3 separate regions of the Mus musculus genome follow, and all the other regions are linked to region 1. A link is a contact called in public ChIA-PET and promoter capture Hi-C data. All regions are on one chromosome and are shown on one strand. The core of a region is the stretch at or near the end of the contact, and the rest is flanking DNA. Distances in the headings are between cores, read along the strand shown.

Evidence for each region. ChIA-PET counts read pairs in DNA pulled down with a chosen protein or histone mark. Capture Hi-C pulls out chosen DNA fragments and counts their contacts.
Region 2: a contact with region 1 is called in an RNA polymerase II ChIA-PET map of memory CD8 T cells, with 5 read pairs. The contact joins the promoter of Spns3 here to the promoter of Ctns in region 1. A contact is called at or near these places in 2 of 39 promoter capture datasets (the C10 cell line and pre-B cells) and 2 of 115 datasets of contacts at active chromatin or transcription factors (large pre-B cells and memory CD8 T cells).
Region 3: a contact with region 1 is called in a promoter capture Hi-C map of liver, with 4 times the contacts expected there. The contact joins the promoter of Ube2g1 here to the promoter of Ctns in region 1. A contact is called at or near these places in 4 of 484 Hi-C or Micro-C datasets (CD4 T cells, CD8 T cells, Sertoli cells and 1 more), 2 of 115 datasets of contacts at active chromatin or transcription factors (memory CD8 T cells and pro-B cells) and 1 of 9 other capture datasets (liver).

Annotation. Positions count from the first base shown.
Region 1 is chr11:73,197,397-73,200,684 of GRCm38.p6, reverse strand. Ctns (cystinosis, nephropathic) reads left to right here and starts at 1,666. Exons shown (of 11, transcript NM_031251.4): 1 at 1,666-1,767. Shpk (sedoheptulokinase) reads right to left here and starts at 1,203. Exons shown (of 7, transcript NM_029031.3): 1 at 1,005-1,203. The coding sequence starts at 1,166.
Region 2 is chr11:72,548,444-72,551,731 of GRCm38.p6, reverse strand. It overlaps Spns3 (spinster homolog 3), which reads left to right and starts at 1,486. Exons shown (of 12, transcript NM_029932.3): 1 at 1,486-1,734. The coding sequence starts at 1,524.
Region 3 is chr11:72,605,491-72,608,778 of GRCm38.p6, reverse strand. It overlaps Ube2g1 (ubiquitin-conjugating enzyme E2G 1), which reads right to left and starts at 1,518. Exons shown (of 6, transcript NM_025985.4): 1 at 1,144-1,518. The coding sequence starts at 1,189. Gm51906 (a long non-coding RNA gene) reads left to right here and starts at 1,616. Exons shown (of 4, transcript XR_003949712.1): 1 at 1,616-1,838.

The DNA.
Region 1 (3,288 bases), core at 417-2,916:
TGTGTGTATATATATATATGTGTGTGTGTGTGTGTGTGTATGTATATGTATATATATGAATGTATGTGTGTGTGTATATATACTGTATGTGTGTGAACATACATAGTATATATGTGTGTGTATATATGTGTGAATATGTATGTGTATATATTTATATAGTGTGTGTATATATGTGTATACATGTATGTGTGTGTGCACACAAACATGTGTGCCCGTCATGGGGCACATGTGGCAGTCAGGGGGCAGCTTTTCAAAAGTCAGTTCTTTCCTTCCATGGTAGGTTCTGAAGGTAGAATTCAGGTGACCAGGCTCACTCAGCAATTGCTATTACTGCTGAGCCATCCTGTGGACCCCTGGAGATGTACTTTTCTATCTTCTAGTTTTCAAAAGCCAGTGGTTGCAGCGTATAATCATCAGTCTGATTCTTTTCTAAAATGTTCATCAGCTTATCTCAGTGTCTCCCCACCTGCTCTGACAACTTTCCTCCAGAGATGCTCAGCAGGGGCTGGAATTCTTTGAGTAACCAAGTGAAATTATCAGTTTACTTGAACTTCAAAGGCATGAGGTAAGCCTAACGCTACGTCTCATTTCCAGAGCACAACCTGCCTAGGGGGTGGGGTCGGAAATGATGCCTGAACTAGAGGGCACAGGGTCATGAGTGGCGAGCGTGATAGTCAGGCCTGTGGTTATCACTTTGAAAGCAAGTCCTCTCGGCGCAAAGTACAAAAAGTGATGGGCGGATAGTAGAGGGATCCAGCGCCATGGTCAGGGGCCCCAGAAAAGCCGGAGAGCGGGAAGATCGGTGCCAGCAGGTGGGAAAGCTCCCTGGGCAAAATCTAACGGCTTAGCTTGAGCTGCAGCAGGCTTTGAAGCCCTAGAGGAAAGGGCAGCAGGCCTTGGAGGTCCGACAGACTGGGCAATCACGGGTACTTCTTCGCGGGAAGGTGTTGCCCGAGATGCCCCCAGGGTCGTCCCGGGGCGGCAGCTCCAGGGCTCTGCCTCACCTGGGGCCCGGCCACCGCGCTCTCAGTCTCTGCCCTCGCAGCCCGGGCGCAGCTCGCCAGCACCACGAACCCGGATGGGAGGCTGGGTGCAGCCTCCAATAGGGCGGCCTTCACGGACGTGGTGCCCAAGTCGATACCGAGAGTGACAGGTCGCGAAGCCATGGCAGTGGTGACAGCACAGCTCGGTGGCTTGAACCGCACGCCGGGGAACACTTCACTCTGGAGGGCAGTAAGGGGGCGGAGCTTCCTTGTCAATCTTTTAACCACTTCTATTGGTCGAGGAAAGCAAACACCACGCGCTCCCCACAGCGGCCTCCGGTGATAGGTGGAGAGACGACAGAAGGCGGGATCTATTGGTCAGAGGTTCCGGGACAGTGCCTGGGGTCCCAGGGTCTTCACCAGGGAGCACAGGGCTTCAAGGAGACAACAGAGACTTCGAGAACCCTGCTTCCCCTACAAGAGACTAGATCGCCCCTCACATCCGAGCCCCTGTCCCTGCCAAGGTGCCTATGCTCTTCCGCCCTTCCACCCTTCCCTCACCCCTACCAAGCGTTATCCTCCTGTATTCGTGAAAACTACAACTTCCAGAGCTCCTTGCACAGGGCTCGCGGCTTCAAGTCAGGTGGTTCAGGTCAGGTGACAGCTGGCCCCTCTTTCACACAAAGTCGGCGGAGCTCAGAGAGTCCTTACACTCCTAAGCGGTTTCTGGTGCGAGATTGTTGCTTTTGGTGAGGTCTGTCCACCAAGCCTGGGAAGCTGTCAGGTGAGAACCATCGCGACCGGGACAGCTACCCCCTTTTCTGGTATGACACCACCCACCCCAACAGACATTAGCCCCGCACCTCAGAGGGGCAACCTACGCTACCAGAGGGGCAGCGCCTGGGTTTCTAGCTTCTGGCCCCAACCCAGGCCCGCACATCTCTAGGTTTTAGGGCCAGGGTGTTGGTGAGCAAAAGCACGGACACCGACTGACAGCTGGTGTTGGTGGCACTATTCAGTATGTGGCGCCGCCTGAATCTGGCTTAGGAATGTGCAGGTAGGTAACTTGGGGTTGGGGGTAAATTCTGCTAGGACCATTCCAGGAGCTCGTGTTGATTCTCCCAGAGAATGAGAGGGTACCTGGATCTTGCCTTTTTCAATAATATTGAGGAAAATAACAATCTATGCTCTGTGAGAGCTTGCTGGGAGCCCTGGGTGGTAATAGTAATAACATTACCTCATTGTTTCTCAACTTTTTGTTATCTTACCAATCCACCTCAAACTTTTAATACAGCTGGTAAGCTCTATTTTTTTTTATTATGACGTTTGGGAGAGAGATAAGCAATTATTACAGCTATTTTTTCAGACCTCCAGAGCCTATTTTAGCCCCTTTGAGAATGTATGCCTTGTATTTCATCTCACTATAATCCTGTGGTGTAACTACCACTGTCCCTGTTTCCCCATTAAGAAACATAGGTTAATAAGTATTCCAGAATCATACAAGTAAATGGGAAACCTGGGACCTAGATAGTTCATCTCCAGGGAACATATTCCTTGTCCAATCTGTACTATCCCTTGAGGAATGTGGGTCTCCCCACTCTCATGGATTATGGCCAATTAGGTCCACGGGGGACAGGGGGCAGTGGGAGCAGAGACAAAGAGTGGTGGGCATGGTTTTGGAAGCCCTGTGAGTGGGTATGGTGAATGACCACTCCAAGACGAGCTTATAAAGTTTGGGGGACTGAAGGTAGGAACATCCAGGATAGTCAAAGGTCATTGGCTGAGGGCTTGAGGTACTGAAATGCCCCATTAGCATGGGGAAGCATTTCGGGAATCTCAGGTGCTCACCGAACAGGTTCTTATGAAAAGGAAGGGAATTGATCCTTAGGAAGGAATCTTGCTAAGGCTATGTGACAGTCATCAGGTAGAGGCCTGTGTTGGGGCTTCGAATTCCCCAGACAAGGTCAGAGGATGAGAAGTTCCACTTATGCCGAACCCATGGGCTATGCAGTCATGGTGGACCTCCACCTTAATTAACAGTTTTCCCACAGAGGAAGCTCCAGGTTATGGACCAAGAGCAGGACTACCTCAGACACCTGACTAAGGGAAGCTGCCACAGGAGATCTCTTGTGGGGGATAGTAGAGGCTCTTAAAAGTGTGCCATCTGATTGAGGTGTAGAAGATGGTAAACACACACACACACACACACACCAGAAGATGGGCATGGCAAGTCTTGTAACTTTGTCTTGTAACTTTTTACAAGCCTAGTTGTGTGTTTGACCAACTGATCTTTTTAGCATAGTAG
Region 2 (3,288 bases), core at 237-2,736, 650 kb after region 1:
CTGTGCATTTCCCCTTCGGTACAGATGCCAGGCAAAGGCGGTGGTTGCACATAACTGTCAGATCTCTGCCCAACACCCCACAGCACCCTCCAGCCCCCACCCCTGGCTCTGAGACAGTGTCTTCTCACTACATAGACTGGACTGACTTGGACCTCTCTGTCTGTGGATCATGATCAGGCTGGCCACAGACAGTTGCCTGCCTATGTTTCCAAGTGCTGGAATTAAATGGAATTAAGGGCATGGACCATTATGCCTGGCTGTTAAATACTTTTAAAATATATTGTGTGCGTGTGCATGATGTGTGTGGAGACACATGTACCATGACACATGTATAGAGATCAGAGGACAACTTTGTGGAGTTAGTTTCCATCTTTACCTGGGATTGGGATTGAACTTGGGCTGTCAGCCTTACACAGCAAGTGCCTTTACCTGCTGAGCCATCTCATTGGCCTGTATGGTTACTCTTTTTTAATGTTGTTTTGTTTTGAGATAGGGTCTCATGTAGCCCAGGCTGGCTTTAAACTCACCATGTAGCTAGGGATGGTGAACTTGAACTCCTGATAGTCTTAGCTCCACCTCCCAAGTGCTGGAATTACAGGTGTGGGCCATCACTGATGGCTTTGTGTATTTGTACTTTTTCTACCCTTGCAACTGGCAATCAATTTCTACAGCTCCCCTGAGAACATCTCCCTAGACTTATTCCTTGTTGATAAAATTTATTTATTCTGTGTCTGTATGGATGTGAGTGAAAGTGTGTGTGTGTGTGTGAGAGAGAGAGAGAGACAGAGACAGACAGACAGACAGACAGACAGACAGACAGAGACAGAGCAGAGAGTACTCCTGTACCTGCACGTGCACTTGTGTGCCTTGGTGTATGTTATGTTTGGAGGTCAGAAGACAACTTTGTGCAGTTCTCCCCTTCCACCATATGGGCTCTGGGGATCAAACATATGTCAAGCAGGCCTGGTGGCAGGTACTTTCACAGGCTGAGCCATCTTGCCAGCCCCCATGGGTTAGTTTTACATAAGCTTGTCTCTATGTCTTCAGATATCTCTGTTATCTTGTTCCTCTGTGCAATTTCCTTACCATCCTGGTCAACACCTACCCTCCTGTATCTAACCTGGTTCATGGCTGTGCTAACGGCCCATCTTCTGCACAGGCAGGGCAGTTTGCAGTGAGCAAGGCTTGGGGACACTCCTCTCATTTCCTGTCCTAGGAGCGTCTCTTCCTCACTGCCCCTGCTGCAGCCATAGGCTAGATTGAGGGACCACAGAGTTATCCAATCACCAGTGCATGGCGTCTTACCCCAGCAGGGCTAAGAGGCCTAGAGTGATGAAATCCCACCAGTGTGGCTGCGCTGTGCTCAGCAGGAACCTGCGATGATAAGGTGTCTGGCAGTTAAAGGGGCAGCCTGTTGAGGTTGAGAGGCTGGGAGCCCACAGGAAGTGACTTGGTGGCAAGCTGATGTAGCTTTGTTCGGCACCCGTTCTGACAGAGAAGTTGCAGTTAGCACTGCTGAGGGGATGTCCACAGAGTGTCTCAAACCTCAGACAGGAGGGCCACAGAGCCAGAGCCTGAGCCAAGGTGGGCAGTATGGGGCCTTGGCTTCAGGTACGTGTCTGCCTCCCTCCACACCCGTCCCCTGGAGCCTGCCCCGCTGGAGAGCTTACTTGGCTGCAGCTGTTCTCTGTTACATCAACCTTCTGAATTACATGAACTGGTTCATCATCCCAGGTGAGCATGGGAGGGGTAGCGTGGGGCAGTATCTTCAGATACCCCCCTTCTAAAAGCCCACAACTGTGTATCCTTGGTGGCCTTCTTCTTCCAAGCCCTCGTACCTCTCTAGGAGCACAGCTCTGGTGGTTTCACCCCAGCAAGTGGTCTGCAGCCTCTCCTGAATGGTTCCAAGCCAGAACAGGGCACAATGTGTGTGGGGACAGGGGTGTTAGTGGGTAGATGGGACTGTGCTCTGCAGCAAAGGCGTTGCTTGCGTTCAGGATGGAGCTGCAGGCAAGGTTACGGAGGGCAGAGCAGCTTGGCCAAGCTCCCAAGTGAGAATGGCTCTGCCTGCACTGTTTCTGGGGCAGCCGGCTGCTGGCCTACCTTGCACAGTTTGCCTTTCTTCTTATTGGAAACAGGGTACAACCTGCTTCTGTGTTCTGTCTCTCACTTACGCACTCCTTTGTGTCTGGGCTCCACTTGTCTTTTCTCATCTAGTCACCCATTCATTCCTTCATCAGTTTATATTCAGCCCTTTCTTTAAAAAGACAGAGTGTGTATGCATGTGCGTGCACACATGTGTGTGTATGTGTGTGTGCCTGTGTGTGCATGCTCCTTCACTTTTATTTGAGCTTCAGATATTGAACTAAGGTTTCCAAGCTTGTTCAGCAAGCGCCTTCACAGGCTAAGCCATCTTGTCAGCCTTCATTTCTTTTTTGAGGCAGGGCCTCATGGAGCTCAGGCTAGATTCAAACTCGCTATGTAACTGAGAATAATCATGAACTGCTGATATGCTTGCCTTCACCTTCTTAGGGCCGGGATTACAGGCTTGCCACCACAATGCTTTATGAAGTTCTAGGGATTGAACCCAGGGTCTTTGTGCATGCTGGATAAGCACTCTAATAACTGATGTAGAGGGCTGCTCTGCCCTCCGTAACCTTGCCTGCAGCTCCATCCTGAACCCAACGCCTTTGCTGCAGAGCACAGTCCCATCCACCCACTCACACCGCTGCCCCCACACACATTGTGCCCTGTTCTGGCTTGGGACCATTCAGGAGAGGCTGCAGATCACTTACTGGGGTGAAACCACCCAGCCTCTTTTCTTTGTTTGTTTGTTTTTGAGACAAGGTCTTAAGTAAGATCAGGTTGCTTTTGAATTCACTATGCAGTTGAAAATGATCTTGAACTCCCAATCCTCTTGCCCTCTGTCTCCTAAGTGCTGAGGTTACAGGTGCGACAGCATGCCTAGCTGTTCTTTCATCATCCACTTGTTCCAGCTTGAGCACTGAGAACAGGAGCACTGAGAGCAAAAGTACTGAGAGCAGGAACACTGTGGTGGGAACACTGAGAGTGGGAGTACTGAGAGTAGGAGTACTGAGAGCAAGAGTACTGAGAGCAGGAACACTGTGAGTGGGAGCACTGAGAGTGGGAGTACTGAGAGCAGGAGCACTGAGAGCAGGAATACTGAGAGCAGGAGCACTGAGAGCAAAAGTACTGAGAGCAGACACTGAGAGCAAAAGTACTGAGAGCAGGAGTACTGTGAGTGGGAGCACTCTGAGCAGGAGCACT
Region 3 (3,288 bases), core at 269-2,768, 590 kb after region 1:
CCTTAAGAAGTCATAAAGGTGATTTAGCTGACACCTCAAACTCATAGAAATCTATTTCATTTATCAACATTCCGGCTTTCAGAAAGTTTAAAAGGGGGGTGGGGGGAGAGGACTGGCTACAGGTTGAGGAGGGGTGAAGTCGCCTGAACCAAGCCAGGCACACGCTTGGCGTAGGACAGCAGGGCTAACTACCGGTTCATTTCTCTTTAAATCTGGCAGCACGTGGGGCGGCATTGTGAAGGCACCAACCCGCCTCCTCCCTCCCCCCCTTCCACTCCGCACACGTACGCCTCCAGCGCGCATGCTCCGCTCACACAGTCCTAGCAGAGTAGGAGCCAACCCCCTAAAAAGTCAACCTGGAAGCCGCAAACGGCCAGAGGCCGGGACAATGGGGGAGGGGGACAGAGACTCCACGGGGGAGGCACTGAGCCGCCGCCCCTGGCCAGAGCCTAAGGCGGGCCGCAGCCCGGTGGCCGCGAGCCTGCGCGAAGGAGCCCGAGCCGTGCCCACGGAGCACAAAGCCCGGGCCGGCCAGCGAGCCGCTCTCCCCAGCGCCCGCGCCCACCCTCCCCCAGACGGGCGGCGCAGCCCGAGCTCGTGCCAGGCGGAGGCAGGCGAAGCGGAGTCGCGCTCCCCGCCGAGCCCCCCGGTGCCCCGCGTCAGCACCCGGGCCAGCCCCGCCGTCGCTTTTGTTGTCTGCCCTAACTCCGCGAACCCCGCGCTGCCGGGCCAGAAGTTTGGCGCGCCTCCCCTCTCCGGCCCCCGACACGGCTCGGACTCACAGCCGCGCGGGGACCCCGCAAGCTCCCGGGGTCCCCGAGGTTCCGCGGCCTCCGCCGCACCTGAGCCCGGGATCCGCCCCTCAGGGAGGGTCGGCCCGACCGGGACCCACGCCCCTCCCCCGCAACGCCCCAGTGCCGTGGGGGAGGGGGCAGCCGCCCAGGGCGTCCGGCCCGTCCGAGGGCGAGGCTGGGGAGCGTCCCCGCCCCCAACACCCTCCACAGCCGGGCCAGGAGTGTCGCCAGCTCGCCGCGACTCGCGGGCTCCCACCCTCGCGGCCCGCCACCACCCAGCCTCCGAGCGGGCGAGAGGAGGCGAGTGGCTCGGCAGTCCGCGATCGCGGCCCGGCGCCCCGCCGCTCACCTGCCAGCTGTCTTCGCAGTAGCAGCGCCGACTGCAGCTCCGTCATCCTCCCCACCGAGAGCCCGGGCCGCCACCGGGACTTCGACGGACTGGCGACAAGCTCTGCCGGTGCCTGGAGCTAGATGTGTGTTGAGGAACCCGGACCGGAGCGCCGAAGCCGCGGGGAGGCCGGTCTTGGGAGACCCGAGAAGCACCTCGCCGCCTATGCGAGTCCGCTCCGCTCGGCTTTCCTCGCTCAGCGCCTCACGCCCGGAAGGGGAGGGTACCCGGGCCGCCGCGGCGCGCACTGGGACTTCGCTCGCCCGCTTCCCTCCTCTGCCCGCCCGTCGGCCCCACCGGTGCCTTCCCCCGCCACTGCCTCACTGCGCGCAGGGCCGCTCCGCGCAAGCGCGCTGAGCCTGCCTCCTTCAGAAGCAGCACTCCTGCTAGCCCGACCCCTCGGCCCTGCTGCCCCGCCTCCGGCGGTGGAACCCCGCCCACCGCGCGCAGTGGGCTCAGCCCCGCCATCTTGGGAAGGTCCACGCCCGCCCAGCTGCGGAAGCGTCGGCTGGTAGACGCCCCGCGGACGCCATGACAAAGAGGTCGCGGAGGGTCAGGACGCTGCCTCCCGGTATAAGCAGGAGGTCTAAGCGTGATGGGACCAGAAGTGGTAGATGTTGGCGAGGACCCAGCAGCCATCCAACACTACATCGGAGGTGTGCGAATTAGTCATTGTTACAAAGCCGAATTTAGTACTGGTGTGCACCATTTTAAGCAGCCGCAAAATAGAGTGCATGGTGATAATTCATAAAGAATGCACAGAATGGTCCTTGAAATAAAAATGTTATGAGTCTCATAGCAGAAAACGTTTAAGTAAATAGTAAGACTGAGTAAAGTGCAGAGTTGTGATTAGCACAACCTGATAAATGGTTCGGATTCAGGTGGTATTCTCCTGTAATCTCAACACTTGAGGCTGAGGATTAGAAGACCCAGGTCCCCTTCGCTGCACAGTGATACCCAATCTCCGTCTGGGGATGAGGATCCATAATAGATCAGACTCCTCTAGAAAAGGCACCTACTATGTAAAGTCCAAGTGTGAAAGCCGAGATTAGGAAAAGTCAACCTTATCCAACCTCCTTGCCCATTTCCCAGTTGAGTGCTTTGTCAACACTGTAGCAATAAAGAAACAAAAAAGGGAAGGGGGAAAAGTAACATTGACACTCAATTTTGTTTCTTCTTTCTTTCTTTTAAAGATTTATTTACTTATGTATATGACTACACTGTTGTTCTCTTCAGACACACCAAGAGAGGTCATAGGATCCCATTACTGATGGTTGTGAGCCACCATGTTGCTGAGAATTGAACTCAGGACCTTTGGGAAATCAGCCAGTGTTCTTAACCGCTAAGCCATCTCTCCAGCCCCTTGCTTGTTCTTTCAATAAGTGTTTGTTCAATCCCTACTTCCCTGTACCTGGACTGTAGAAAACAAAAACTGTGCATAGGAAATCAGGTCCATTTCTACCCACAAAAGCATGAAGCTTCTGTGAACTCCAAGTAAAGTGAACAAGAGGAGCAGATTCCGTTAGGCATGTAATAAAAATTACTGGGCAAGCAGGCACAAGGCCCTGGCTTACCTCCCTAGCACTGTCCCACCAGACCAAAGAAACAAACATTGAGTGAATCTGCCATTTTGAAATACTGCCCACCTAGGGACTAATCCAGCTTTATGGTTGGGATAGGGGAGGGGTTGGTTTTTTGTAGTTGTTTTGCTTGTTTGTTTGTTTGTTTTGGTTGGTTGGTTTTGGTTTTTTGAGACAGAGTTTCTCTGTATAGCCCTAGCTGTCCTGGAACCCCTCTGCAGACCAGGTTGCAGGTTCGAACTCAAGAGATCTGCCTGCCTCTGTCTGGATTGGAACTAAAACCATGCCCCACCATATCCCTCTGTGGGTTTGTTTTTAAGGATTTTGTTTTAATGGGTATATATATGAGCCGGGGTGAATTTATGTGTACCATGTGTATGCCTGGTACCCAAAATCTGGAAGAGGACATCAGATGCTCTAGAATTGGACCTGCAGAGGGTCTTATGCTACTTACTACACGATTGCTGGAAACCATCCTATCCTATGTGTCCTCTGAAAGAAATTTTCTTTTTTTTTTTAAGATTTA